2 separate regions of the Ovis aries genome follow, and region 2 is linked to region 1. The links are chromatin contacts, called in public Hi-C maps. All regions are on one chromosome and are shown on one strand. The core of a region is the stretch at or near the end of the contact, and the rest is flanking DNA. Distances in the headings are between cores, read along the strand shown. Region 1 overlaps DAB1 (DAB adaptor protein 1). Region 2 overlaps DAB1 (DAB adaptor protein 1).

Region 1 (2,767 bases), core at 128-2,627:
AGACCAAGCAGCGCTTTGTTTATCCTTGTGTCCCTTTACCCAGCCCTACTTAGCCATCCTTCATGGTGGAAGCCCAGCCCCATAATATTCTCTAACCAGAAGCCACGGTTCTTACAAGTCCTGCCATGATTCATGTCCCTCTGAAGAAGTCATCTCCAAGGTCAACCAAAGACTCCTCCTTGCCTTCCCCTTCCTGGCCCTTCAGACATCTTCAGGTAAAGATGTGGTTGTTGATGGCAGATTCTGCCCCTTCTCTAGGTCCTGGGCATCCTCCTGGAAGCTGCCAAAGCCAGTGCAAAGGATGAGGAGATGCTTGGCTATTGGAGCTCCTCAGTATCTCAATCAGGCCTGTCCCCTCCCAAGCCACTCTCTGTTATGAATCAGTGATGCTTTTCCAATAGGGAATGCCCTATAGCTGCTGTTTCATAATTAGTCCCCTGGTCCTTCTTTCCACTAAACCTTTGCAAGTAGACTCCTAGACCCCTCCTGCAGAGAAGCTCTGACAGCACCACTGAAGAAGGCAGAGCGTCCATGACTGACCAGAGTACACATTTACATAGACCCCCTCCCTCAGCTTCGGCACTAGGTGCTCCTTCCTTTAGGGCAAGCATGTAGTTCCTACTGTACATCGGCTACTGTGCCGAAAGCAGGGGACACAGGGATGCATAAGGCATCTTCCCGCACTGAGTCTCATGAGCTGCCTGTGCTATGGGAAGACAGACCTATAGACACAGTGAGGACCATGTTACTAGAGAAGCACCAGGGGTCACGAAAGGAGGGGGCCACCTCAGGGCCTTGGCACACGCTCCTCCTCTGACCAGAACACTCAGACCTTCCCCCACTGCCTTTCCTACCGATCTTTTGAGACACAAACTAGACACCTTCATTTCTTCCTGGGAAGTATTTTCTAACTCAATTGTACCCTATCCCACTGCCCCAAAACAGCTTACGTGAGACCCTTAGATGGATTGTCAGCCTTGGATCCCCAGTGGCTCAGTTGGTAAAGAATATGCCTGTAATGTGAGAGACCTGGGTTTGATTCCTGGGTTGGGAAAATCCCCTGGAGGAGGGCATGGCAACCCACTCCAGTATTCTTGCCTGGAGAATCCCCATGGACAGAGGAGCCTGGAATGTCTCAGTCCATGGGGTTGCAAAGAGTCAGACACGACTAAGCGACTAGGCACACACACTCAAGGAAAAAGTATGGATGCCTGGTCCCCACCCCTTGAGGTTCTTAATTAGTTGGTTTGAGGTAGTTTAGTAACTCAAAGTTAAACATTATTCCTGATGATTCTAATTTGCAGCCCAGGTTGAGAACTCTTGTCCTGTAGACTTCCCAAACACATGTACTCAGGAGTGACAACATTCACTCGCCAATGTATTAACCAATCTGAATAAACACTGGCTGCAAACCAGCACCTCTATTCCAGGTGATGGGGACCAAATAGCAGTCTTATCTCCATAGGTGCTGCTGCTGCTGCTGCTAAGTCGCTTCAGTCATGTCCGACTCTGTGTGACCTCATTGACGGCAGCCCACCAGGCTCCCCCATCCCTGGGATTCTCCAGGCAAGAACACTGGAATGGGTTGCCATTTCCTTCTCCAATGCAGGAAAGTGAAAAGTGAAAGTGAAGTCGCTCAGTCGTGTCCGACTCTTTGCAACCCCATGGACTGCAGCCTACCAGGCTCCTCCATCCATGGGATTTTCCAGGCAAGAGTACTGGAGTGGGGTGCCATTGCCTCCCCTCTCCCTCACCCACACTGGTTTTTATCACCATAGGTGCACTGAGCAGCTCCTGTTCAGTGCTGAATCTCCACTATAATATGTTACACTCCACTCCACTAGGCAATCCTACCCTAGCCTTCTCTCCCAATCCCATCTGCCCTCTCCTATGCTATGCAATACCACACTGTGTTACACTTTGAGCTCCCTGAGGATAAGGGTTGTGTCCTCCTCTCCACTGCATCTCTAGCAACTATTAGAATCCCTGGGACACATTAGGAGATTGAAAAATGTTTGCTGAATGAAATGAAGGGGTGTCATTTCCTCTCCAACATACACTGTTTCTCTCTCTCTCTCTCTCACACACACACACACACGCTCCTACTTTTCGCCCTCACCGCGGGGCCCACCAGGAGTCTCTGAACATCAGCACAGGTCGGCGCCAGAGCAGAGCACTGAGGAGAGAGGCTGCACAGAGCGGATAAGAATGACCAGAACAACCCTCGCTTCACAAAACCACGGAGCCCTTACCTTTGTTGCCTCAAAAATCTCGTCAAAGTCCATCGGCAGGTTTCTGTTCTGTAACCACAAGGCATGACTTATGAGCATGAAATGAGTGATGGGACAATGACTCGAAACCGTTAACCAGGCTGGGCCCTCTTGGTGCTTACCGGGGTGGCTGCGGCAAACCGCTCGTCAAAATCCTCAAACGCACGGCCGTTCTGAAAGCGTAAGGGATGATGAATGAGGATGAAGTGAATGACACACAAATGGCATGGATTTATGTGTTTAATGATGACATTATCTACGGTTTACACTCTCATGGTCACAGGAGGCGGGAGTGATTGCCAATGTGCTGTGAAAACCCTGGAATATGCTCCCAGCACAAACTGATGATAAAACACGTGCCTGGTTAGGAAACACGAGCCATAGGGAGTTTGTAATTGTAAAGCCCATCTTCCTGAAATTACAGACCTGACCCAGCCAGTCTCAATGGTGACAGCAGATAAGAGCATGATGTTTACCCTTGAGATTTTTGTCTTAAA
Region 2 (2,767 bases), core at 172-2,671, 170 kb after region 1:
CATCTGTGTTCCAAATGAAGTCTTGCCAGCAGTCTTAGGATGCTTTGCTGGGAAATTACTCTCTTTCAATTACATAAGAAATAATATATGTTCTATAATTGAATAACAGTCTATTTGTCTATTGAGTGGGTCTAGAAAATTCCTAAATTGTTAGTTCAAGGCTGTTTGATTTCCATTATGCATTGGAATGCCAAATTTTGATGGCTATTGTCATTTTCCCACCCAGAAAGGTACAATCTGGAAAGATCCCAGGATACACATTTTCCAATTTTTAAGTCAATAGTATAAAAACTTCCCTGGAAGAGGGCATGGCAACCCACTCCAGTATTTTTGCCTGAAGAATCCCATAGACAGAGGAGCCTGGCTCCAGACTCTCTGGCTACAGTCCAAAGAGTTGCAAAGAGTTGGGACACAACTGAAGCAACTTAGCGTGCATGTGGTATAAAAACCTCATACTGCATGTTGAATTTACAAATGTGCAGCCACATTAAATGAAGCACATACCTTCTGTGATTCCCCTGACCAACTCTGCTTTGAACTGACACTATAAATATTAAAACTGGTTGTGTTTGTCACAACTGTAGCTCACAACTGTAGCTCACACCAAACAACAGGACCTTACTGCATGATTTTTATCCACTATCTCTTGTTTTCATATTAGTCATGTAACTAATATGCTTTATAATTAGGTATCACTATAAATCCACTCACATCATCTTTGTAGTAAGGTAGAATGTAAAGAAACTCCACACATCTTATGATAATGCATCACAGCAAATTCCAAGTGATTCTGGAAAGTGCACGTACCAAAGGTGTCAATGGACTTGATGGCTTGTGCAACAGCATACTGAAAACTAGAAATTTCCCAGGAAATCTGGTCATGTGGCCACTGCTCACACAGCACCCCTCCCTTAGGGCTGACAATCCCCCTGAGAATTGCTATCCTGTCCTTTGAGATTGCCAAGTTAAGGCTGGAGAGTGCCCCAGAAATACCCACAAGGAACATCTGAGTCAAGAATAAAAGCATTAATTTCTGAATAAAGTTTGGGGGCTGAGGATAGAAGTTCAAAATTAACTACAGAAAGGAAGAAGTTTCCCTCCATGTTTAACCCTGGCACATCAGTGATCAACTTCTAAAACAACTGAAGTTATCAAAATGATTGTGCTTATCTCTAAAGAAAGAGGTGGGTCTCTGATCTTTAAATCCTTAGGTTGAGCAAATTTTCCTATATCATATGTAGAATGTCATCTTCTTTCAGGCAACCAATACAGAAGTGGCAAAAAATACTGGCAGGAAAAGTGATGGAGATACATCTAAGAGCAAACCCCAAGACAGAGAGGAATTAGGAGAGGGAACACAGAGTCCAAAGAACAAGGGCTGTGGAGTCACGCCAGCTCGGGTGCAGAGAGCAGCTCTCTTCAACTGACCTGACTTCATACCTGTGATGATAGAGACCTAGTGCCTGTCTGCTGAGTTCCACTCTGCCCCCTTCAGCTGCACAAGCCCTCTACCTGCCAGGGATGTCCCAGACACAAAAGGGCTATGGGAACAATGAAGCAGTCAATGGATTCAAAGGACTGTTATTAATAAAAATCTGTAGGGCAAGAATCTTTCCATGGTCACCTCCTGAGACTGAAGATGACTAAGAGGCACATGAAAGGGGCAGGACAAAGCAACTTCTCAAAGACACACTATTCAATTCAACTCAGCCAGTCTTTACTGAGCAGCTACTATATTCTGCACACTCAGGATGGAGCCAGGGACACAGCGATATACAACACAGACATCTAAGGGTGACAGATATTCGGATAATTCTAAATGAACATGCAAAAGCCCACGACAAGGAAGGTCTAGGGTGCTGCGAGAACACAACAGAGACACATATAAACCAGGCTTGGGAAATCAGGGAAGACTTTGTAAATATAAGACATACATGTATGTTCTTATCCCCACTGTAAGGCAGACAAAAGCAAGGCTAACAAAGAGGTTAAGTAAATTGCCAAAAATTACTTGCCCAATAATTGGTTGAGCTGGGATTTCACCCAAAGTCTGTCTGGCTCTTTAGCAAACAGAGTGAAAAAGGGAAAGGCCATGCCCTATGGCCCTGTGCTGTGCCTGAGTACAGTGCAGAGACTGCTCAGGCAAACCATTTCACTGATAATCCACCTCAGAATTAATTTAGAATTCCTATTCAATTAGGCACATTGACCATTTACACTCTGAAATGGAATTTTTCATCATGAGTCACTACCATACGATAATGGTTCAATGTCTGTGATCTATAAGAGAAGGTACGAAGAAAGAAAGAAATTATAAGTGGGGCTTTACAGAGAAAAAAAGTGTCCCTGATTAATGAAAAAAACAAGATCAGAATTTGGCTCATAGCTAATTGGACACTGTTTCATAATGACCCAGAGAAGAAGCACTGGGAGCCATTATTTAAATATTCTCACACCTCATTTGCCTGATGTCATCATCAAAGCGGGGTGAGCGTGTGTGTGACTTACTCAAAGTCTCAGTGCTTTTATTCACATCTACCTGGCTTCTCCTTGCTACTTTCTGGTCTTTGGCTTGACTTCCATCTTATTTCTCTCATTGCCCCAAACTGTTTCATTTTCCAGTGATCCCAAGACTCCTGGGGTACCGTCCTAGACATTTGTCTCTGCCTCACTCACCACATCAATTCATGACCACTATTCCTATAAGAATAACTAGAGCCCGCCTTTGTTGAGTCTTCACTACGTACTGGATCCTTGGCTAAAATAA

What was found. A called contact is a pair of places that touch in the nucleus more often than the background predicts.
Region 2: a Hi-C map of liver shows a contact between it and region 1, with 4 times the contacts expected there. The contact joins two enhancer-like sites. A contact is called at or near these places in 2 of 16 Hi-C or Micro-C datasets (liver and mixed tissues).

Annotation. Positions count from the first base shown.
Region 1 is chr1:31,640,919-31,643,685 of ARS-UI_Ramb_v3.0, forward strand. DAB1 (DAB adaptor protein 1) reads right to left here. Exons shown (of 18, transcript XM_060409726.1): 12 at 2,393-2,443; 13 at 2,253-2,300. Among named protein-coding and RNA genes, the nearest start is that of C8B, 63 kb to the left of the region's middle. Within about 2 kb of position 1,378, at least 1 of the 54 cell types and tissues checked has an H3K27ac peak or open chromatin away from gene starts, as enhancers often do. A contact at or near this core is called in liver, where this site is marked.
Region 2 is chr1:31,807,865-31,810,631 of ARS-UI_Ramb_v3.0, forward strand. The region is part of intron 4 of DAB1 (DAB adaptor protein 1); the gene reads right to left. Among named protein-coding and RNA genes, the nearest start is that of TRNAC-ACA, 47 kb to the right of the region's middle. Within about 2 kb of position 1,422, at least 1 of the 54 cell types and tissues checked has an H3K27ac peak or open chromatin away from gene starts, as enhancers often do. A contact at or near this core is called in liver, where this site is marked.